Regions from separate parts of the Sus scrofa genome. Here regions 1, 2, 3 and 5 are each linked to region 4. A link is a contact called in public HiChIP or PLAC-seq and promoter capture Hi-C data. All regions are on one chromosome and are shown on one strand. The core of a region is the stretch at or near the end of the contact, and the rest is flanking DNA. Distances in the headings are between cores, read along the strand shown.

The links. Promoter capture Hi-C pulls out the DNA fragments that hold promoters and counts their contacts. HiChIP or PLAC-seq counts read pairs in DNA pulled down with a chosen protein or histone mark.
Region 1: a contact with region 4 is called in an H3K27ac HiChIP or PLAC-seq map of alveolar macrophages. The contact joins the promoter of CCAR1 here to the promoter of RUFY2 in region 4. A contact is called at or near these places in 1 of 5 promoter capture datasets (fetal skeletal muscle), 1 of 47 Hi-C or Micro-C datasets (embryonic fibroblasts) and 1 of 2 datasets of contacts at active chromatin or transcription factors (alveolar macrophages).
Region 2: a contact with region 4 is called in an H3K27ac HiChIP or PLAC-seq map of skeletal muscle, with 4 times the contacts expected there. The contact joins the promoter of DNAJC12 here to the promoter of RUFY2 in region 4. A contact is called at or near these places in 1 of 5 promoter capture datasets (fetal liver) and 1 of 2 datasets of contacts at active chromatin or transcription factors (skeletal muscle).
Region 3: a contact with region 4 is called in a promoter capture Hi-C map of fetal liver, with 3 times the contacts expected there. The contact joins the promoter of SIRT1 here to the promoter of RUFY2 in region 4. A contact is called at or near these places in 1 of 5 promoter capture datasets (fetal liver) and 1 of 47 Hi-C or Micro-C datasets (heart right ventricle).
Region 5: a contact with region 4 is called in a promoter capture Hi-C map of liver, with 2.1 times the contacts expected there. The contact joins the promoter of DDX50 here to the promoter of RUFY2 in region 4. A contact is called at or near these places in 2 of 5 promoter capture datasets (fetal liver and liver) and 1 of 2 datasets of contacts at active chromatin or transcription factors (alveolar macrophages).

What each region holds. Positions count from the first base shown.
Region 1 is chr14:71,825,728-71,830,356 of Sscrofa11.1, forward strand. It overlaps CCAR1 (cell division cycle and apoptosis regulator protein 1), which reads left to right and starts at 1,782. Exons shown (of 25, transcript XM_021072498.1): 1 at 1,782-1,907; 2 at 3,220-3,341. The coding sequence starts at 3,269.
Region 2 is chr14:71,047,351-71,051,845 of Sscrofa11.1, forward strand. DNAJC12 (dnaJ homolog subfamily C member 12) reads right to left here and starts at 3,047. Exons shown (of 6, transcript XM_021072941.1): 1 at 2,539-3,047. It also overlaps the pseudogene LOC100152383.
Region 3 is chr14:71,088,616-71,093,564 of Sscrofa11.1, forward strand. SIRT1 (sirtuin 1) reads left to right here and starts at 2,552. Exons shown (of 9, transcript NM_001145750.2): 1 at 2,552-2,978. The coding sequence starts at 2,567.
Region 4 is chr14:71,546,348-71,550,950 of Sscrofa11.1, forward strand. It overlaps RUFY2 (RUN and FYVE domain-containing protein 2), which reads right to left and starts at 1,390. Exons shown (of 19, transcript XM_021073521.1): 1 at 774-1,390. The coding sequence starts at 855. It overlaps DNA2 (DNA replication ATP-dependent helicase/nuclease DNA2), which reads right to left. Exons shown (of 21, transcript XM_021072448.1): 21 at 4,060-4,603.
Region 5 is chr14:71,985,643-71,990,549 of Sscrofa11.1, forward strand. DDX50 (ATP-dependent RNA helicase DDX50) reads left to right here and starts at 3,495. Exons shown (of 16, transcript XM_005657388.3): 1 at 3,495-4,092. The coding sequence starts at 4,003.

The sequences.
Region 1 (4,629 bases), core at 532-3,031, 280 kb after region 4:
TAGGAACTTCCATAGGCTGTGAGTGCAGCCAGGAAACAAAACAAAACAAAACATACCCAAAACAAAAAATGAACTTGGGGAGTTCTCGTTGTGGCACAGTAGAAACGAATCCTACTAGGACCATGAGGTTTCATGTTCTATCCCTGGCCTCGCTCAGTGGGTTAAGGATCTGGTATTGCCGTGAGTTGTGGTGTAGGTTGCAGACGCGGCTTGGATCTGGGTTGCTGTGGCTCTGGCGTAGGCTGGCAGCAACAGCTCTGACTAGACCCCTAGCCTGGGAACTTCCATATGCCACAGGTGTGGCCCTAAAAGGACAAAAAGACCCCCCAAAAAAAGTTTCATTTACAGTAACATCCAAGAACAAAACAAGGATTTCCCATTGTGGTGCAGCATAAACGAATCCAACGATGATGTAGGTTCAGATCTCTGGCCTTGCTCAGTAGTTTGAGAATCCAGTGTTGTCATGAGCTGGTGTAGGTCCTGGATATGGCTTGGATCGTGCATTGCTGTGACTGTAGAGTAGGCTGGTAGCTGCAGCTGTGATTTGACCCCTCGCTAGGGAACTTCCATATGCTGTGGCTGCGGCCCTTAAAAAAAAAACAAAAAAAAAACAGCAAACAATACAAACAAAAACAAACAGTTGAGGAATTAAATGTACTTAAGGAGATGCAAGAGTTGAACTCAGGGAATTCCCATCCTTGCTCAGCAGTATCAAACCTGACTATGATCCATGAGGATTCAGGTTTGATCCGTGGCCTCACTCAGTGGGTTAATTATCCAGCATTGCATTGAGCTGTGGTGTAGGTTGCAGACTCGGTTTGGATCCCCTATTGCTGTGGCTGTGCCATAGGCTGTCAAATATAGGTCAAATTTGACCCCTAGCCTGGGAACTTCCATATGCCTCTGGTGCAGCCCTAAAAAGAGGGAAAAAAAGAGAAAAAAAAAAAAAAAAGAATGGAATTCCAAAATCTGCAATACATGCTGAAGGAAATTAAAGAAGACCTAAATAAATGGAAAGATATTCCATATTCATGGAATGGACACTTAATTTTGCTACTTGTGGGAATATAAACTGGTTTAGTCACTAAAAAAACAGGTTGGCAATTCCTCAGAAGGTTACGTAGAACATTACCATGTAACCCAGAATCCACTCCTAGGCATAAATCCTAGATAATTGAAAACAGGTGTACAAACAAAATGTGACCCTTCATAGCAACATTATTCACAACAGCCCCAAGGTGGAACCAACCCAAATGAACAAATGACAAATGGACAAATTGTGGTATTACCCATACAATGGAGCGAAGTACTGATGCGTGCTACAACATGAAACTTGGACATAATATCGTAAGTTATAAAAGCTAGATACACAAGGCCATATGTCAGTATGATTCTATTAATATGAAAAGTCTAAGATAGGCAAATCCATAGAGATAAATCCGATTAGTGGTTGCCTAGGGCTGCAGCGAGAAGGGATTAAGGAGTGACTGCTTCGTGGGTAGGGGTTTCTTTTAAGGTGGAGGGTGCATAATGTTATGACTCTGCTAAAAGACATTGAACTATACAATATAAAACACTTAAACGAGTGAATTATATGTGAAATCAATTTCATCTCAGTTTTTTTAAAAAGTTAGGATGTCAGGCTTATATGCATTTTTCAAAGATCTTGAATTATTTTTTTAAAAAAGACAAAAAAACACAAAATGGCGACAGGGTCATCGGATCACGTGACTGGCGGTTCTTCCCACTCGCAAAGCCTTTTCCTTTGAGCCTGCGCAGGGACACAGGCTCATTGTTACGCGAAGCCAAGGTAACCCTTCTTAGGCGCGCTCTAATTCTACCGGCGTAGCGAAAGCCGTGAGCGTATTGAAGTCGAGCTGGGGAACGCGCACGTAGAACGTACGCCCGTAAGTGCCGCTCCTCGGCGAGTTGGGTGGGGGAGAGGCGTGGAGGAAGACGGGGAAGTTGGCGCATGCGCCCAAAACTGACGGGTTTGAAATGGCTTCGGTCTTATCCGGGACTGGATTCAGGTGAAGCTCTGGTCGTCGCGACTGGAGCGGCGGGCGGCCCAACTGGGGTTTTAAAGCCCTAGCGGATCCGCGGAAGGGCCGAGCGCGACGGCTTTGGTAGCACGGCGTCCATAGGCCAGCGACGGTGGGGCTCTCGTGGGACTGGGACGGGAGGGGACACGGTCCCTTTTGTGCGGGTCGGAGCAGGCCCCGCGCGGCCGGCCCCTCCCCCACTGCCTCGCTTTTTTCCGGTGGCCCCTCAGGTGCCCCCGGCGAGCCTCAGCCTTGGCATGGAGGGCTTGAAGGGGCTGCTGACTGCAGTCTCTCGTTCCCAAGCTGCTGCGGCTTTAGCCTCCCGGCTTCAGGTCCGGGGCGCAGGGGCCGCTCGTGGTAGCACGGATTTGTGGGATGGAGGCCTTTTCCGCGTCTCCTTTCCTCGGGGGATGTTAAGGGGCTCAGAGCTCTCGCTATTCCCCTGTTGGCGTTTTGCTTCGTCTCGCGGGACGGAGGATTCCGCCTCCACTGGTCTGCGGCCCGTGAGGAGCTAGCGCTGGAGAAAGATGGATAGCAGTGCCCCGGCCTCTCGGAGGCGGAGGGGGGGATGGGGGCGCGGCCTGGGATCTTCGCCACTTCTGGCTTGATGGGAGGGGGAGGGGTCTTCGTTTTAGTGCTTTAAGGAGGCGTCCGTTATTTCAACTGTCTTTCCCATCGAGGGAAGGGAGGGTAAAGGGGCCCCCAGACCCTTCCCTAGTCTTGAAAGTAAGGAGACGTCCGTTATTTAAATGATATTCTTGAATACCTTTGTTCTGTGTCTCCGTCCCAATTTCCGTTATTGGTTTTGCCACTTTCAGTCCCCAGCTCTTGGCCAAAAGACACATGCAGGCTGTATTTCCTTGCGTAAAGCGGTGTTACTTCTTATTGCTAAGAATTGGGTAGATAGCAGCAGATGATCTTCTGTTTAAATGTGACAGTTTGTAGTCGCCGAAGGAAGTGCCTTTCTTGTAAGTTAGCTCCTCATGTCATCTATCAGATGCTTTTGGTCAACTTCTTGATGTAAAATGTTTTTACTGCGTATCGGACGTTTCATATGCCTCTTGCTATTTATATTTGGTCTAGGAAGATGTCCTTGAAAATTTAAACGTTTCCTTAATGCTTTTGTTGTATTTATAGTTTGGTTGAACTTTGAACTGTGTGGCTCCTTTCTTAATAGATCGCTGTTGTAGAAGACAAACAAGCGAAGGTTGCCCCCCTCTTTTATCATGGCTCAGTTTGGAGGACAGAAGAATCCGCCATGGGCTACTCAGTTTACAGCCACTGCAGTATCTCAGCCAGGTCAGGCTTCTGTATACACGTACTGTAAATGTGGGATTGGGGGACATGTTATAACTATATGAATTAGGCTCTGCGTAATGTTGTAAACAGTTCACAAATGCCTTACCTTTTTTAAAATTACTTAATGATTTTTATTTTTTTCCGTCACAGCTGCTTTACAGTGTTCTGTCAGTTTTCTACTGTATACCAGGGTGACCCAGTTGCACATACACATAAACATTCCTTTTTCTCACATTATCATGCTCCATCGTAGGTGACTAGATACACTTCCCAGTGCTATACAGCAGGAAAATGCTGTATTTTTTAAGCTTATGTATAAAGCTTCTTTTTAACAATTCATGGATCAACTAGTAAAGAAATCTGTTTTACACATTAGTTTGGAGAGTTATATATAGTTTTTCAAACATTAAATTGAATAATTTAAATTAGTTTATGTTAACAGTCACTCATTCATTAGTTTACCTCATATGGCATGTTAAGATGTCAGTATTCACAAGTTAAAGTAAGTGTATTAATCCATACTTGATGAAAAATTATACATGACTGTTTTTCAGTTATTTGAATTTAAAGTAGAAAAACCAAGCAAACACATAAATAGCTGTTAAAAAGGAGCAAATGAAATAAAAAAAAAAAAAAAAAAAAAAAAAAAAAAAAAAAAAAAAAAAAAAAAAAAAAAAAAAAAAAAAAAAAAATAAATAGCTGTAAAAGGAGCAAATGAATATTTACATTTTCAAAATAAAGGTCAAGAAAGCATCCCTTTCAAGAGTTCCCGTTGTGGTGCATTGGTTAACGAATCCGACTAGGAACCATGAGGTTGAGGGTTCCATCCCTGGCCTTGCTCAGTGGGTTAAGGATCTAGCATTGCTTTGAGGTGTGGTGTAGGTGGCAGATGCAGCTAGGATCCCATGTTGCTGTGGCTCTGGTGTAGGCCAGCAGCTTTTGCTCGGATTAGACCCCTAGCCTGGGAACCTTCATATGCCGAGAGTGCGGCCCTAGAAGAGACAAAAAAGAAAATGTCCCTTTCAAAGTAAAGTAACAAAATTTGTCATTGAAATTGTTTCAGTGTTTCTTCCCCTTAGGAAGAATTTTTTTTTAACCATTTCTTTACTTACAGTTTGAGCTTTAAAACTAGTTTCCCAAGGAGTTTACAGAATGAAATTTTGAGTTTCTTTGAGTACCCAGAAAAGTTGCAGCTTATTCTGTTAATTTGAATATATTTTTATTTATGACATAGCTGATACTGGTTCTTTGCTTCATTTCTACTTACTTAAAATTTTGTAATTCGAGG
Region 2 (4,495 bases), core at 1,797-4,296, 500 kb before region 4:
CTACATTTTTTTCTAAAGGATTATTTTGGGGAAAACTTTGCTTTATATTAAATATACATAATACATCCTCAACTTGGGAATTATATTTCAATCATTTTTAGTTTTTAAAATCATTTTTCATAATTTTTTCTTCTTTTTAAAATGTTTTATCCTTTTTTTTTTTCACCGTGCCTGTGGCATGCAAAAGTTCCAGGGCCAGGGGTTGAACCTGAGCCACAGTAGGGACAACACTAGATCCTTAACCCACTGAGCCACCAGAGAATTTCATTTTTTTCTCTTCTCTTTTTTAAGCTGTAGATTGATTAGAAAAGTCTTTGTTACTGATGTTAATAAATATTAGCAACTTTGGGGGTATTTGTCAGAAAAAGCAATACAAGGTAAACACATGTTTTAAGAAAAGTTGAAGTGCCACTCATTTATTTCTATACTTTTCCCCAAAACCTAGAAACTTGCCAGAGCATGTTATGGTAGAGTTTATTTTTAACATTCATTGGATTTGGGGTCTTTTTAATCATTTATTTTCTCATTTTCCTGAAGTCTGATTTTTTTGGGGGCGGGGCTGTGCCTGGGGCATATGGAAGTTCCCAGGCCAGCAATCGACCCATGCTACTGCAGTGACAGTGCCATATCCTTAACCCACTGCACCACAAGAAAACTCCCATTGAGTTTTTCTCTCCAGTGATAAAGGTAATAAAAATCACATTGGGATCACTGGCTAGTATTTTGAAGAAATGATAAATGATAAAGCTAGAGCCATTCCTCAGTATAACAAAATAAATTATAAACATTGAAATAACCAAGAAGCCATAGGGAAAAAATAATAAACATGACTATATAAAAAAATTCCACGTGTGTGGCAAAAAAAAAAAAAAATATATATATATATATACATACACACACACACACACACAAAAGGGAAATCAAAAGGCAAATAATGTACAAGGAAAAAAATTTCACAATTCCCATAACAGACAAAAGGCTAACCCCTAGTTCACAAAAAGTACGGACAGGGCATTTCCCCTGGTGGCGCAGAGGAAATGAATCTGACTAGCATCCATGAGTACACAGGTTCATTCCTGGCCTTGCTCAATGGGTTAAGGATTGGGTGTTGCTGTGAGCTGTGGTGTAGGTCGAAGACATGGCTAGGATCAGGCATAGCTGTGGTGTAGGCCAGCGGCTACAGCTCCAATTAGACCCCTGGCCTGGGAAACCTCCATATGCCGCTGGTGCAGCCCTAAAAAGAGACCAAAAAAAAAGCAGACAAATCAGTGAGAAAAATACTAACAACCCAATTAATTAATTTTTTAAAAGTACTCAAAATTAATTAATCTTTTAACTACCCAATTGTTGGGTCAAGAATATGACTACTTTCAGAAATATATATATATATATCCATGGAGTTCCCATAGTGGCTCAGTGGTTAACGAATCTGACTAGGAACTATGAGGTTGAGGGTTTGATCCCTGGCCTCGCTTAGTGAGTTAAGGATCTGGCAGTTGCCCTGAGCTGGGGTGTAGGTTGCAGACGTGGCTCCGATCCCACGTGGCTGTGGCACAGGCGGCAGCTACAGCTCTGATTAGACCCCTAGCTTGGGAACCTCCATATGCCACAAGTGAGGCCCTAGAAAAGACAATAAATAATTTTTTTAAAAAGAAATATAAATATATATATATATATATATACACACATATATTTCTTGCGTGTGTGACATACACCGCCACTCCCCGCAACATCGGATTCTTTAACCCACTAAGTGAGGCCAGGGATTCAACCCTCATCCTCTTGGATGCTAGTTGGGTTTGTCTCTGCTGAGCCACAGGGAGAATTCCCGGTATGCATTTTAAAAGAGCAAGTATAATTTGTTTAACACATGCTGGTTGAGAAAAACTGTAAAAAATACATAGTACAAAATATACCATAGAAATTGGAGTTCCCGTCAGGGCACAGTGGAAACGAATCCGACTAGGAACCATGAGGTTGCCGGTTAGATCCCTGGCCTCATTCAGTGGGTTAAGGATCCTGCATTGGCGCTGTGAGCTGTGGTGTAGGTCGCAGACTAGACTTGGATCCCACATTGCTGTGGCTCTGGCATAGGCCAGCAGCAACAGCTCCGATTAGACTCCTAGCCTGGGGACCTCCATATGATGCGGGTGCAGCCCTCAAAAGACAAAAGACAAAATATATATATATAATATATATATTATAATGTATATATTATATATTTTTATATATATACACACCATAGAAATCACATTGAACTTTTCAATGTAGTTAAAGTTCTTTGCACCTCAAAACACAGCGAGTCAGAGGTGCAACTCAGGACCAATGGGACCAGAAAGACCAGAGGCCATGCCCAGGACTACAACTCCCACAAGGCACCGGCGGAAAAAGCTTGAAAGGAGCCACAGGGTACAGCCCACCTACTTCTGGCCTCCGGAAACATGCCTCCGGAAGTGCTTTTTTTTTTTTTTTTTTTAATGTCAAATGTCCTAGGCTTTAAAGCGGGATGAAAAAAAAAAAAAAAAAAATACAACTTACCTCAAAAGTAAAGGAGAAATCTGGAAGGTAAGAGTTTACAAGCCCCAGAAGCTCGGAGCGAGCACAGAAATTAGGCAGCCCATAAGTGGGCTCCGCGCGGCTCTTCTGCTTCTCTTTTTTCTTTCCAGTCTGGCACTAAGTTCTGTCATGCAAAACAAAATTGGCACCTTTTCCTTGCCTGCAACACAGGCGCCAGCTCCCCGCACAGACTGGGATCTTGGACAGCAGCGCTTGGACAGCGCTCCGATAAAAAGGCCCTGATTCCGATTTAGGTCCTACCTCTCAACGTGCGCCACAGCGGGAACTCCTTTCTTTCTTTCTTTCTCTCTTTTTTTTTGAAAACAGCATTCTGAGACAAGAACAAGATTTTTTAAGTCTGTTAGGTCGGACATAAGTAGACTATGTAAATGATTTGTTAAAGGCTATTAAAACATTGCTTTGAAGTTTTAATCAAGTGCAATGGCATGCTAATAATCCCCTTGTTAATGTGTGGGGATATGGATGGGTGATAGGGGTATGAGTACTCTATGCTCAATTTGGCTGTGAACTTAAAACTCTAAAAAAGTGTATTAGTTTTTGGAGTTCCCCTCATGTCTCAGCGGAAACCAATTCGACTAAGAACCATGAGGTTGCTGGCTTGATCCATGACCTCCCTCAGTGGGTTAAGGATTTGGTGTTGCTGTTAGCTGTGGTGTAGGTTGCAGATGTAGCTTGGATCCTGCATTGTTGTGGCTGTGGTGTAGGCCATCAGCCGTGGCACTGATTTAACCCACAGCCTGGGATATTTCCATATGCCACGTGTACGGCCCTAATAAAAAAGCAAAAAAAAAAAAAAAATTCATTTTTAATGATCATAGAAAAGTAGTTAATATGCCACTTGTTAGTAAGGAAGAGGTCACAGATAATAGTTTGGGCTGTTACTATAACAGATTTCTTTTAAACTGAACTAAATTCCTCAAACAATCACTTGATTATATTTGGGAAACAAACACTTAAATACCTCCCTGACATTTCAGCTTTTTTCCTCTCTTCTCAAAGAGAATTGCAGTGGAGTAAGTATAGTGGTAACATAGTAGTCAGATCAGATATGATGGTAGTTTTAGGAAAATAGTGACTTAAGGGCATGACATGGGCCCAATAATTCATAAATTCTGGCAGTAAAATCAGATTCTCTGATCCTATTGAGTCCTGATTCCCAGAACCTCCTAGTTCTGGGATCTAGACCAGAGATCTTCTAGTCTGGCTCTACACTAAAATTGCTTGGTGGAGTTCCCGTTGTGGCACAGCAGAAACGAATCCAACTAGTAACCAGGAGGTTGCGGGTTTGATCCCTGGCCCCACTCAGTGGGTTAAGGATCTAGTGTTTCCATGAGCTGTGGTGTAGGTCGCATACATGGCTCAGATCCCACATTGCTGTGGCTGTGGCATAGGCTGGCAGCTACAGCTCTGATTTGACCCCTAGCCTGGAAACCTCCATATGCCACAGATGCGCCCTAAAAAGCATCAACAACAACAACAACAAAAATCATTTGGTGAAGAGTTCTCTTGTGGCTCAGCAGATTGAGGATCTGGTGTTGTCACTGCTGTGGCTTGGGTTCAGTTCCTGGCCCAGGAGCTTCTGTGTGCTGCTGGTGTGGTTAAAAAAAAAAAAAAATCACTTGGTGATTATATGTATGTACATAAACACACACAGCAGTACCAGGACCCTCCTGTAGATTAATTAAAATGGAGTCTCTGAGGGGGAAGGGTGGGTTTGTTTTTTTTTTTTTTTTTTTAAGCTTCTCCCAGTGATTACAGTGTGCATCAAGGTATGACATAGACCAAGGATATTAATCTGATACTCAGGAAATATGAATAGAATAAAATCAAGAAACTTTTAATGAATGCTTTCCCTATCCTAGACCCCATTCATCCTCTTTAGTAAATTCAGATAATCCATTTGATTCAAGTGGTAAAT
Region 3 (4,949 bases), core at 1,302-3,801, 460 kb before region 4:
GCTCTAAACTACTGGTAAGGCTGGAAATCTACTTGGGTGGTCTTGTTTTGTAACACAGTTTCTCTCATTTATCCTATCTGAAATATGTGCCCCATCTGGCCTTTCACACACTAACAACACTGATCCCACAGCATTTCATAAACCCATCAAGTGTCTTTGATGTACAACATATGAATGAATGAAGTAATAAGATGTCTGTAAGTTTTCAAATGTCTTTCTCCAAAATTCTGGGAATTGTTTTTATTTGTATAAGATACTCTCAACTTTTTTTTTGTCTTTTTAGGGCGCACCTGTGGCATATGGAGGTTCCCAAGCTAGGGGTCTAATCTGACCTACAGCTGCTGGCTTATGCCACAGCCACAGCAACACCAGATCCAAGCTGCATCTGCGACCTACACCACAGCTCACGGCAACGCCACATCCTTAACCCACTGAGCAAGGCCAGGGATCAAACCCGAAACTTCATGGTTCCTAGTCGGATTCATTTCTGCTGCACTACAACGGGAACTCCATCTATTTGTATAAGATACTCTCAATGTTGTATTTATTTATTTATGTCTTTTTAGGACTGCACCTGTGGCATATGGAAGTTCCCAGGCTAAGGGTCAAATTGGAGCTGAAGCTGCTGGCCTATAGCACAGCCACAGTAATGCTAGATCCAAGCCTCTTCTTTGACCTATACAACAGCTTATGGCAATGCCAGATCCCTAACCCACTGAGGGAGGCCAGGGATAGAACACATCCTCCTGGTTACTAGTTGGGTTCCTTACCACTGAGTCACAGTGTGAACTCCTCAACATTTTATTTATTATATCCTACCCACATAGTTGAGAATCAATTTATGAAGTATTTTGTAAGATAGATAAAGTGGGGAGAAAACAGGGCTAAGTATGTCATCCAGGAAGGGCGAGATACCTGTGTACTTAGGAATTGGAAAGTGTATAGGAGGGAAGAAAGGACAGCAGGATTTGGTCACTGATTGATTAGAGAGCATCAATCTGAAGGAACACCTCAATCATGATTTCAAGGCCTCTAGGAGGAAAGACAGCCTCACTTTCAGAAACCACGCAACCACTTGTAAGGGGAGAGTCTCAGTTTAATTTGAGGTACAAAGAGATTTGGGTTTAGATGGGACATTGGAGATACATTTTCGAAATTATAACTTTTTTTTTTAAAGGAGGAAACATCTTAGATTGCTTTCTTAAGTTCAAACAAGTAATTGGCATGGTAGAGGCAGGACCCACTTTAAGCTTAAGGGCTGATTTATTGTAAATTCAGAGAGGTCCCTTCAGTGGCTAGAAACGCCATGCTGCAGAGGCAGATGCCTACCAAACTTGGCCATACTATAACACATCCTTAGTTAAGGTAGGCTATGAAGTCACAAGAGTTCTGGAATGTCAGGAAAAGTGGAAAGTAGAAGGCCTTCAAGTAGGGCAGGACTAATATTTTAGCTCTATTTAGCCCTCACTTTATATCCAGCAATCTTATGTAACTATTTTTTTTTCCCAGCCTGACCTGCTGCATGTGGAAGTTCTGGGGCCAGGGATTGACCCAAGCCGCTGCAGTAACAACGCTAGATCCCAAGACTGTGCCACAAGAGAACCCGCTACCTTAATTCTCAGCACAACTCTACCATTGCAGAGATTAGGACAGTGGGTGTAGAAAGGCTAAATAAATGGCTCAAGGTCAATCAGAAAGACCTCAAGTTCGAAACCAAACCGATGTTTATAAGGGCCAAGTCATGCTCAGTTCAGCTCTCCTCATGAGGCCCCACTTGGCCCAATATACTCATTTTGAAGCCCAGAAAAGATAAATCACACACATTTGGAGCTAAGTTGGGGCCTGAAATCGAACAGGCTGATCCCTACCCGGCCCCCCACCGTCAAACCTCTTTCTAGGGCAGATACATGCTTTTAATGGTCTAACAATGTATATCACCCTCTGAGTAATGGAGAGAGGGAGAAAAATAAACCGGCTAAGGAGAGAAGCAAGCAGAAAATAGGAGCTGAAGAGTACCCGCCAGAACGGTTTGAGGAGGGTGAAGAGTGAGGTGTGTGTCCTTTTGCCTCTACTCATACAGGTTAACAAAACAGACCCATCACCTAGCTTATTTGGCCAGCTTCATTCCCTATCGCCTTTCAGGAACTAAGTTTTAAGCCTTAACGTTAAGTCCAGAAAAGACTAAGTGAGGAGAGCAAGGTGTGCACTTTAGGCAGAAGTGGAAATTCGCAGTGCAAACCAAAACTTGAGCTAACCGGGCAGCAGTGATTTGAGGACAGCTTGAAAGAGAAGTTTGGCTGAGAGAAGCGCCTGCAGCGGAGGGGTGGGGCCACAGCACCCTGCAGCGTTTGCTCCTGGCCCCCACCGCCTCCGCTTGCCACGTGACCCGCCGTGTTGTGGTCCGGCCCGCGTGGGTGGCGGGAGCTGCGGGTGGGCGGGGGCGAGGAGGGGCGGGTCACGTGACGGGGTTTAAATCTCCCGCAGCCGGAGCCGCGGGGGCGCCAGTGCCGCGAGTCGAGCGGGAGCAGAGGAGGTGAGGGAGGAGGGCCAGAGAGGCAGTTGAAAGATGGCGGACGAGGCGGCGCTCGCCCTTCAGCCCGGCGGCTCCCCCTCGGCGGTGGCGGCTGAGAGGGAGGCCCCGTCGCCCCCCGCCGGGGAGCCGCTCCGCAAGAAACCGCGGAGAGACGGCCCGGGCGTCGGGCGGAGCCCGGGCGAGCCTGGTGGGGCGGCCTTGGAGCGTGAGCTGCCGGCGGCGGCGGGCGGCTGCCCGGCGGCGGCGGTGCTGTGGCGGGAGACCGCTGCGGGCGGGGAGCGGGAGGCCCAGGCGGCTGCGGCGGCAGGAGAAGGAAACAATGGGCCGGGCTTACAGGGCCTATCCCGGGAGGCGCCCCCGGCCGACGACTTCTACGACGACGACGACGACGACGAGGGCGAGGAGGAGGAAGAGGCGGCGGCAGCGGCGGCTATTGGGTACCGAGGTGCGCAGGGCGCGGGCGGCCGGGACTGCGCATCCCCCCGCCTCCTCTCGGGGCCCCTCCTGATGTGGGGTGGGGGAGTCTCGGGCAGGCTGGGGGCTCGTGGCTGGCTTTGTAGCGTCCCCCTCCCAACCAGGGCCCTCAGCTGCGCGCCTCCGCGGCTGCAGGCCTGGCTGCAGGAGCGGCCCGTCGACTCTATCCCTCCCTCGCCCTCTCCCCGCCCTCCTCCCCTCAGTCCCAGGCCCGCCCCGGCGGCCTTGCGCTTTGCGCAGCCGCGGGGCTGGCGAGCCTCGCAGTGGATTTTAAAATAAGTTTCTCTTTCCTCCTACTCTTTTAGCATATTGCTTTTGTTAAGTGTTTTTTGCTTCTCCGCCCTTTCTCCCCTCGCCCCGCACAGTTAAACCTGCAACTTTTGACTGTCCCTGATAACAACCATTTGCAGTTGACTTTGCAAACTGACACCTGTGCAATTTGTTGTTGTTTTTGAGGGCCTTTATTTATAAACTTGTTTTGAAATTTAAAAGAGTAAAGCTGTTTCTAAAGTCACAACCTGCAAAATTTGAAGAGCATAGCTGTTTCTACAGGCATCACTTTGGTGCAGTTAATAGAGGGCATAGGAGAGAAATAGGTTTTAGAATACTTTGTGTGAATAGTGTTTTTTCTCTAAATCATATTCTTATAGTGGTTTTTAGATTAAGTGTCTGTGTGTGTGTATGTAGCCCCGAAATACGAGTTGACGCTTTTCTGACCTACTAAAGCAGATACAGTATATGATGGTTGTATATGTCTCGTCATCTTTGAGTGTGTCATGTTTTCTAGCTGGATAGACGTGTTTTTATTAATCTTTTATTGGTAAATACAATCTGGGCCATTTGACCTGTGTAAAGCTTACGACGTGTGCATTAGGGACTGGAGTGGAAAAACGACCCCTGTTTTCAAGGAACAGTTTAATAGTGGGAATGAATAGTGCAAATATCTTAGTGTATGTTTAGTATTATGTATTATAAATGTATTTTTACATGTACATATATGCAAGTTGCCGTAGTTATATTTGCACCACCTTTGAATAAGTTTTTTGGAGTTTTTTGGCTGCACCTGCAGCATGTCGAAGTTCCTGGGCCAGGGATCCAACACTCCCCACTGCAGCGACAACTTGAGATCTTAACCCACTCCACCACAGCGGGAACTCCTGAATTCTATTATTTGTGATCGACAAATTCCAATTAACTAGGTTATTTATTACTTTTTGTATTTTTAAGTAGACTTAATTTCTTGCTCAATTTTGATGAACTCTAACTTAGATTCTGGGCAGGATCCCTAAAGATGAGGATATACTGTTCCTGGGAATGATGCAAGCTGATTCAGTAGGCATTCTTTACACACTCAGTGTGAATGTTAAGTGCTTTGTTTATTTAAAAATTTTATGACCGAACCTGGGCCTATGGGAGCTCCTAGGCTAGGGACTGAATCCAAGCCACAGCTGAGACCTATACTAAGGCAGCGGAATGGGATTCTTTAACCCACTGCACTGGGACAGGGATCCAACCTGCATCTCAGTAGCAACCCAGGCAGGTACAGGCTTAACCCATTGCCCCACAGTAGTAACTCCCAAGTGCTTTATTCATTGGAAATTCTTACATCATAATCATTACAGTTCTTCATACATTTTATTTATTTATTTTATTTTTTAGGGCTGCACTTGCAGCATATGGAAGTTCCGAGGCCAGGGGTCGAATCTGAGCTGCAGCTGCCAGCCGATGCCACACTAATGCCAGATCTGAGCTGCATCTTTGACCTGCACCACAGTTCACTGCAACTCTGGATCCTTAACCCTCAGAGGAGGACAGGGATCGACCTGCTCATGGATATTAGTTGGGTTCTTAACCAACTGTGCCATAACAGGAACTCTCTTATTCATACATTTTAAATGGTAGATTGTTTCATCAGCCTTGAGTTACTTTTGGCTTCTTTTGC
Region 4 (4,603 bases), core at 140-2,639:
CAAGCAAGCTGGTGGAGAATCTCCACACGACATCATTTCTTCAAATCTGCATCGTGGCAAGATTCCCTCTTTTTCGGGGGCAAAAGCACTCGATGTTTCATAATCTGTGACAATTCTCACATTTCTTAACAGCGCCCATCACAATCTTCAATGTGTGAAGCGACAACCAGACAAAGGGCGCATCTCCAGCTGCTCTGGGGTAGGTCGGAGCTGGACGCCGCAGCTTCCATGCCAAAGAGCGTTTACACCCAGGCGGGCCCCGCCAGGACTCGTGGATGCGTCTAGCTGGGTCGCAGCCCTCAAATTCCTGCATCTTGCCCGGGCCTAGAGCCCCTTCCCTGCCTCCCCTCCTCTCCGCCCACAGGGCTGCCCAAAAGGTTCGGGGCGCCCCCGGGACCCGCGCGAAGGGCTCACCCGAAGTCCTGCGCGGCATCGTTGCCCCTCTCCCGCCCGCGGCGTCGGGAACCCAGGCCCCAACCTGAGACGCCTCCCTCTGCCACCCCCAACCCTGAAAAGTCATCGTCCGTCCCCGACTGTTCCCTCGACCTGGGAGCCGCACCCTCGCCGGCCCTGCCCTCGCTCCCGGTAAGCCGTCGGACCACCAACCCTCTGCCATTAGGCCCCCAAACGCGGGCGGGAGCAGGAGGGAACACTGGATAACCGCGCGTTGCCATGGCGACCCCCGGCGCCCCCGAGCACCCGGCTGCCCCCGCCCAGCACCAGGCCCAGGTTCCGGCCCCAGTTCCGACCCCGAGGCCTAGAAGCCCACCCACCACCAGTCCTCCCTGCCCAGCCGCGGTCTTGGCCCAGCACAGAGGGCCCGACGTCCGCTCTCGGCCTGCTCCTCTTACCCATGGTGGCGACTGCAGCGGTGGCGCGGTCTCGGGCGGAGACGCCCTGGGCCCCGCCAGCAGCTCCCTTCAAGCGCTCGGCGGCCGCCAGGGCGTTTGCGACCAGGCCCACTGAGGCCCACAGCGCTCCCGGCGGCTGGAGGACGCCCGGCGGTCCCGCGGCGGCGGGGTTGGGTGGGGGCCGCGGCGCCTGCAGCCGACAGCAGAGAAATCCGCCTTCGCGGAGACTCTATACATCCAGCCCGACCCAAAGGAGAAGCAAAAAGGGCATGAGGAAAACCTCGAGTGGAGAAGCGGGAGGGCGGACCTTGGTGGGACCACCTGCCTCACCCGAGCGCTAGGGCTGTGTTTCCGAGGGAATGCGAGCCTCGTGCAAACGTTTTCATCCGCAGGGTCCGCCTAGCTTTGATCTAACACACCTAAATGCTTCCCTTTCCTCGCAAATTCGTAGGAGACCAGAAGAATTTAGAAAATCTGAAGCAATTAACATTATGCAGAAATCTGCTAAAACAATTCGAACGCCCAAATCACGACGTTTAAACCAGTAAATCCACTGGTTTATAAAAGGCAGTGAGGACCGATCTCATTGATCAAGGGAAAGAGTTCCTGAGATAAAGCCAGCAAACCAGGGTTTTCTCATTTCAGGGAGGGGAAAAACTCTCATGGTCTTATGACAGTAGGTTTAAGTTTTATCAGTTTTGGGAAAGCGAGCTATTATCTAGTTAGATCAGTACTTGTTAAAAACAGTAGCCGATTTAGAAATAGAGGAATATTTCGTGGATATAGAGCGATGTTTATCTCTTGATCATTTTGGCCATTATCTAGTTAGATCAGTACTTGTTAAAAACAGTAGCCGATTTAGAAATAGAGGGATATTTCGTGGATATAAAGCGATGTTTATCTCTCGATCATTTTGGCCAGTATAAAGTTCTGTTATGCTTCTTTTTTTTTATGGATTTTTTTTTTTTTTTTTTTTTTTTTTTTTGTCTTTTTGCTATTTCTTGGGCCGCTCCCGCGGCATATGGAGGTTCCCAGGCTAGGGGTCGAATCGGAGCTGCGGCCACCAGCCTACACCAGAGCCACAGCAACGCAGGATCCGAGCCGCGTCTGCAACCTACACCACAGCTCACGGCAACGCCGGATCGTTAACCCACTGAGGGAGGGCAGGGACCGAACCCGCAACCTCATGGTTCCTAGTCGGATTCATTAACCACTGCGCCACGACGGGAACTCCTGTTATGCTTCTTTACTTCTTTTGGTTTTGATTTTTTTTTCTTTTTATGCGCCCCCCCCCCCCCCCGCCCTGTGGCACATCAAAGTTCCCAGGCCAGGGGTGGAATGGCACTGCAGCTTCAGTCCTAAGCCACAGGCACAGCCACAGTGACAGCAAGGAGGGGTACAAGTGGCAGTTTGTGGCAACACCAGATCCTTAACCCACTGAGCAAGGCCAGGGATGAACCTCATCCTTAGATAATGTCAGACCCTTAACCCAGTGAGCCACAACAAGAACTCCCCAAATTTTCTTTACTGTGAGATAATCATTCATGGATAAAAATGTATGAAGCATATATACATTTAAAGACTCATAAAGTAAACAGCTGGGTAAACACTACCACATTAAGCAAGAAGAGGACAGGAGAGTTAGCCTCCCCGAGGAAAAGCCTCCAGGTATAATCCCCCTAGAAGTAAATATGATTCTTTTATGAGAATCCTTTCTTTGCTTTTTTTGCATGTAACTACCATGGTAAATACATGCCCCTAATCAATGTAGTTTATTTTGCCAGTTTATAAATTTTTCACAAGTGGAATAACATTACAAACACTGTAAAGTGTTTCTTTTGTTCAACATGATTCATGTCCATAAGGAGTTTCCAGGTTGGGGTGTTTCCAGGTTGTATATATGGAACCAAGCAGTAAATGATTAGGACAATAGAGTCACAGACACAGTACTGATGCACATTTCCTGAGTTCTTTTACAGATACTGTAACTGCTGCAAGAGGAAAAAAAGCAACCGCATGATGACCAGTCTGTAGCTATGGCATTAGCTGCTCCAGCTGGAGCAGTACAAAATCTATGGTTAGTATCATTTCAAGAACTGGTCTCAAGAGAATGGGATTAATGCTGTTACTCATTATAATCTATATCTTTGTGGGCATCAAAATAATTGTAGCTTGTTCTGCCTGTGTATATAAACAGGCAGTTACAAGTGTCAGCAAAGAGATGCTACAGATCCATGTTGATATTTTCCACTCAGAATAGAGTGTCCTATGTCAGCATGAACTTACAGAAGATAGACCTCCTCCCCGAAACCCATAGAAATGGAATGATGTTCTGACAAGAGGGGATTTGTAAGCAGCTCTTTGCAGTAAACCACCTTCAGCAGGAAGCCCCTTCTCTTGTCCCTTTTTTTTTTAAGGGCCACATCTGTGGCATATCAAGGTTCCCAAGCTAGGGGTGGAATCCCTAGCTCTAGCTGCCGGCCTACACCACAGCCACAGCAACTCGGGATCCAAGCCGTGTCTGTGACCTACACCACAGCTCACAGCAACACCAGATCCTTAACCCAATGAGCAAGGCCAGGGATCGAAACCTCAGTCCTGATGGATCCCAATTGGGTTCGTTACCGCTGAGCCACAACGGGAACTCCTCTTGTCACTTTAGCAAAGCTATACTCTAACTTTTAACCAAGCACTCCCATACTCTACTCATTTCCTGCACAAGCACAGCTTTCAAATCATACAAGACCTTGCCTAATTTGTGGGCTCTTTCCGTAGATCAAAGAAGTCAAGATGAAAAGTAGCAGATGAGCAGTTCTCTTCCATAGCTTCCCCTTCAGTAATCTCCAGAACAAACTCTGTGACTAAATTGTGTAAACAAGATAACTTCTGGAGGAAGATCACAAGTCAAGGAGCCTGCTGGCAGTGGGGAATGGCAATGACTCTGACCCTGTATCTCAATAACTCAAGATTAACTGAGATAACTTCTGTTTCCTCTTACAAGCTTTCATGGCCAATCAGAATCCTTGGAGGTGGTTTTTGGGGGGACACTGGGTCCACCATCTCCTCAGATTGCTGGCATTCTGATTAAAGGCACTTTCCTTCTGTGGTGTAGGCTGGCAGCTATAGCTCTAATTCACCCCAGAGCCTGGGAACTTCCATGTGATGAACTTCCATATGAGCACGGCCAGGGATTTAACCCACGTCTTCATGGTTACTAGTTGGGTTCGTTACCACTGAGCCACAACGGGAACTCCCCATGCAACTCTTTAAAGCGACCACTGATTAAACCCAAAGAATTTTCTTAACTATCTTTGATCCCTTCCTGTTATATAACTTCATAATATCTAACCAATATTTAAGCCCGATCTCAGCAAACTTTCTGTTTATTCCTGTCTAATTCAGTCTCTCCATGATCAACTCAATCCTGCGTGTCCTTAAATCTCTTTACAAAGTCAACACTCCCATTTCAGCTTTAGAGCACTGTCAATACTGGAAAAAATGATGGACAATACTGAACCTAATTATTATTTAGTATTAATAATTCACACAGTAAGATTTAGCAATAAGAAAACAATTTATTTAATAAAAACTTCAAGTAATAATTTTTAAAAACATGTGAGGTAGAGGCAACAATTTTTAACATACTTAACAGTCAAAAAAAAAAAAAACACCCTGAGAGAAATGAGAGTCCCTCCCCTCAAAGGTGGATACACTAAGGTTAAAATTGGTCACCATATAAGTAATCAAGCACA
Region 5 (4,907 bases), core at 2,245-4,744, 440 kb after region 4:
ATATAAGTCCCCTGTTTTTGCCAGGTTATCTGGAATTCTTCCATTTAAACATTCAGTCCGGAGTTCACGTCGTGGCGCAGTGGTTAACGAATCCAACTAGGAACCATGAGGTTGCGGGTTCGATCCCTGGCCTTGCTCAGTAGGTCAAGGAGCCGGCGTTGCTGTGAGCTGTGGTGTAGGTCACAGACGCGGCTTGGATCCCAAGTTGCTGTGGCTCTGGTGTAGTTGGGTGGCTACAGTTCGGATTCGACCCCTAGCCTGGGAACCTCCATATGCCGTGGGAAGCAGCCCTAGAAAAGGCAAAAAGACAAAAAAAAAAAAAAGATTCAGTCCTATAGATTATGATTATAGAAAGTATCTAATAAAAATCCAGAGTTGCCTGGGGAGATATTATGCCTTTGGCAGTTAATGCCTTATACTATAAATGGGAATAAAATCTGCGAAGCATGGGCTTACTGCAGATATTCATATAATGTGAGATCCTGTTCATCCTTTTTCATCTGGGATCTCAGACCCATAGAATCCTTGAGAGTAGCTGGCTTGTGTAAACCATTTTCAGTACTTGAAAAATCCTGATAGAAATTGTACATTCCCTTTGTCTAACCCCTTGCTAACATCAGTTTCTCTGCCAGTGGCTGAAATTACACCTGCTCAGCAATGCAACCCTATCACATGCTGGCGTGACATTGCTAAGCTTCAGTTGTGTCTTATTCGTGTATTAGAAGAATGATCATGAATCAGTGATTACTAAATGCAGTTTAGCAGACAGAATGTTTCAAAGTGTCACATTTGTGATTAAAAAAAAAAAAAACAATGGAAAGAGCGGTAGCAGTAAAAAGATTGGGATCAACTGCATTTTGAGAACCCATCCTATAGCTACCTGAGGCTTTTAAGGGATGGGGAGTGGAGAAGAGAGACATGGGAGTCATGAAACAAGAATGGTTATATATCAAAAACAAACTCAGGACTATCTTGCTAGCCTCTCATTTGAAACCTTAGAAGCATGTTCCCTTTTCAGCAGTAGCAGATTCCATTTCTCAGGGAATGGTGCCCTTTTCTGTGACTATTCCTTTCATCCACTGTTATTCAAAGGACCTACAAAGTAATTAGTAATTAAAGAAACAGACCTCCTTCCAAAGGTTAAACATTTAAAAAGCTTTCCCAAATAATTTAAATTAGGAGCTAGATACATACGTAAATATACACACACTAAATGAGTTCAAAGCTGTCTCCACAGTCAAAACCTGGAGCTAAAGGTAGGAATATACGCACCTCTGTATATCGTCTCTTTAGTACTGTTATATCAGGGGATCCCCCATATTTCTCTCAGCTACCAACAGGGAAGGAATTTTTGCCCCACTTTACTAACAAAAAAATGGGTTTTAAAGTTTAGTTGGCCAAGGTCATGTGGCTAGCAATAGAAGAAATATCCTTCTTGGTCCCTCTTTCATATTCTCCTTACTTAGTAGTCTCAGCACTCACTCTCTACCTCCAATATCTCTCAATCAATTTATAGCTATCTCAAATTATTTCCATGTCATAACATTTTAAAATGATGGCTCAATTCCTCTTGTTAAGTAAGATAGATATGCAGATTCAAAATGTTTCTTTTTACCTTTTACTTTCTAACTATGGAATAAAAATTAAATTTAGCCCTCTAGGTTTGAGAATGACCAGAGAGAGGCAAGTTTATAGACATCTTGTTTCTATATTTTAAGGTCATAGAGTTTAATGATCTAAAACCAGAGGCAAGGGAAATCTTTATAGGACGTTGCAACAGAGCAAAAGATGAGGCACCCTAACAAACTGAGAAAGAAATTGTATCAGTGATTCTGGCAAGATATTTAGAAAACAAAGATTTTTCTAATAAGAGCAGATTTTTAGTTACTTGTACGTTTTAATAATTTATGGTACACCTTCATGTTCCTCCCAGTATATTTCATCATCAGTATCAATCTCTTGAGACTTAAAGAGGGACCAAATGTGAAAAAAACAGTTATTCATTTCCTCATCTCCATTCCAAAGTTTTCAAGTTTATACCCATTGAGAACATGTATTTAGCGGTACCCCTATTTTAGCTAAGCTACAGTTTCGTCAAGTTACTTATGACTCAGTTTAATTTACATACAATTGCCCTGCCTAACATAGACAGCAACCAGAGTTTTGAGTCAATGAATTTGGTGCTTAGGAAGGTAGGGTTTTGTACAGTCTTGTCCATTTTTCAGATATGCTGTATGACCTCTGACATAAAAACGAATGCTAAAAATAGTCTTGAGAGGCTAAAATATACTTCATCTGTGCTTTTCAACAACATACTAACATTTATTTCTATTATTATCCCAATTTTATACATGTGACATTCTTAGCCACATCTACTCCTGTGTTTTCTATGTACATCACAGCCTGTTGCAGGGCTACAAAGACTTCACAGTGATAGAATTGGTAGTGGGTGTGAGAGAGTGGGACAAAAATGTTTTAAAAAAGCACAGATCTAGAGATGCCTAGCTAGTCTCATAATCTAGGGAGAGAGATGCATTTTTCACTATCATTGACTGATACTCAATTTGTTGATAGTACTGAATCCATAAGGTAACATTTAGATAGACATATCACCTTTGACTTCAGGCCAATCCATAATTATGCAGGCCTGTAGCAATTACAAGCTTAACCTTTGTGCTTTCAGCTATTCAGGACTAATTCCCAAACTCCATGACATGTAGCAATCTGAAATTTTGCTAAGAGGTAAATTTGATGTTCAGGTTACAAGGCTGGTGTGCTGGATACTGTCAAGGGGTTTGTGAAATACCCCTGCACCTACGTCTCAATTTGACTTCTTGCTTTTCACTCAAAGAGTAGCTTGGTTGAAGAGATCATGAAGAGATAAAAAGAAACAGCTCAGAAAAGGGAGCCAACCATCCAGCACCAATGATGTTAAAAAAAAAAGGTATATGCTAAGGAGTTTGCCCCTTGTAGTATCAAAAGGTTTCTAGTTTTGTTCAAAGTTGTAATTTAGGAGCAGTTATCCCCGTAAGTAAAATCCTTTTATTCGCTGCAAATAAACAATTTGTCAGTGACATTCAGGCTTGTTTTCTCTAAATTTCTTTAGGTTTTTTTTCTACTTATTATTCTATGTTCATGGGAGCAGCTTTGGGAACCTTAAAGCTTGCAGGCTGGTGTGGCAGAGAAAAGACTGATTTCCTACTCGACTGTGCCACCAACTCTGAGACTACAGACAAGTAAATCCCTCTTAGGGGATTAGTTTCCTCTAATGGCAAATGGGGAGGGTGGAAAGGATCTACAGTAAGCAAGGGCCAACTTCCTTACTAAAACTTAAGACTTGAGAGAAGGTTGACACGGCCTAGCCTTCACCCCAAGCGCACCTAGCCCACTCCAGACCCCAAGACGCCCCTTCCCACCAACGCCGGGACGCTAGTCTCGCGCGAAGCCGTTAGACGTTAACGCCTCACCCCGCAATGGGTGGGGCTGATGCCTGCAGCTTCCGGCGGCGGGAGGCAAGGCCGAGCGTGGCGCGCCTCATCGGTTCTCCCGCCAACCCGCGGAAGGCGTGAGCCCCTCTCTGCTGCACTCGAGGGGCTCTCCGGCCCCAGCATTGCATGCTGGGAAGCCCGGAAGCATCTCCACTTAGCCGAGAAGAGCTATTAGGAGTGGGGGAGGGGAAGGGGGGAAAACCTGAACTTTTTATACTAAACAGTTTGCGCATCTTTTATAGAGATTGGTCAGGGTTTTACTCTAGAAGCCAATCACTTCAGAACAAGGGTGGACCAATCGAGAAGGCTCGCTTTCACTGGCTGGGAGACTGTGTCGCAAGGGAAGCGTTTAAAACGAGAGTATCCGGGATTATTTTCCCCCGCCGGTCGGTGCGTGTCCCGGAAGTGACGCAAGGCTCTGGCCGGTCGGCCGCCCTGCCCCCTCTTCCTTTCACGCTGTCGCTGCCTGTAGGTGGTTGTGGCCACCGTGCCCAGGAGGAGGCGACTGCGGCGAATGATGCCTGGGAAACTTCTCTGGGGGGACATTATGGAGCTGGAAGCACCCTTGGAGGAGACCGAGAGCCAAAGGAAGGAGAGGCAAAAGGTGCGCTGAGATGGGCCGCGCCTCCTTTTGGGCTGCGCCGGCTTGGGCGGGGAGGGGAGTCTCCCCGATGGCCTGTCACAACCCGGTCGGAGCATCCGAGGGCCTCTCTTCGCGCTGCCCTCGTACCTCTGAGGTCGCTCCGGGACCATTCCCACCGCCACACCCCTAACCTGGAGAAGGGCTTCGGCCCGGCCTCCCGTGGTCCTCCAGTCGTTCTCATCGGCGCCTACGAGATGGGCAGACTCAAGTTCTCATCGTGGAATCTGTTATTTCTTTCCTCTCCTTCCTTAAGCAGCGAGGCCTGTCATTTGGTTCTCGTTGGCCGTCTAGAAGATGATTAAGAAAAAATGATTGCTTTGAATAAGTGTTCCTTCTCCGTCATCCTGTCCTGTATGCGAGAATCTTGGGGAAAGCGATCTTAGGTTTACAAACCTTGATAACGGGTCAGTGGAGTAGTGAAGAAAAGTGTCACAGCCAACGTTGCCAGGATTTGGCTGTGATGGAGATCGTGTGGGTTGTATTATTAATAGCCTTTTCTGATAGTATTTTCATTCAATTCACAAATATTTATTGAGCCTAATTTATGCTAGACTCTTTGCTGGGCATCTCGGTGGTCCCTGCCCTCAAGGAGCCTGTTAGAAGAGTTGTAGAGACTTCCCGCTCCACCCCTCAAAAGAAAGAAAGAAATCTAGAGAAAAGGAAACAGCTTTAGAAGGTAAAGAAGCAATTCGAAAGCTGACATTTGACAAAAGAATGGCTGTATAGTTCCAGAGAGCAGAGAACCTACTCTTCTGACCTTATTACCAAGGTAAACT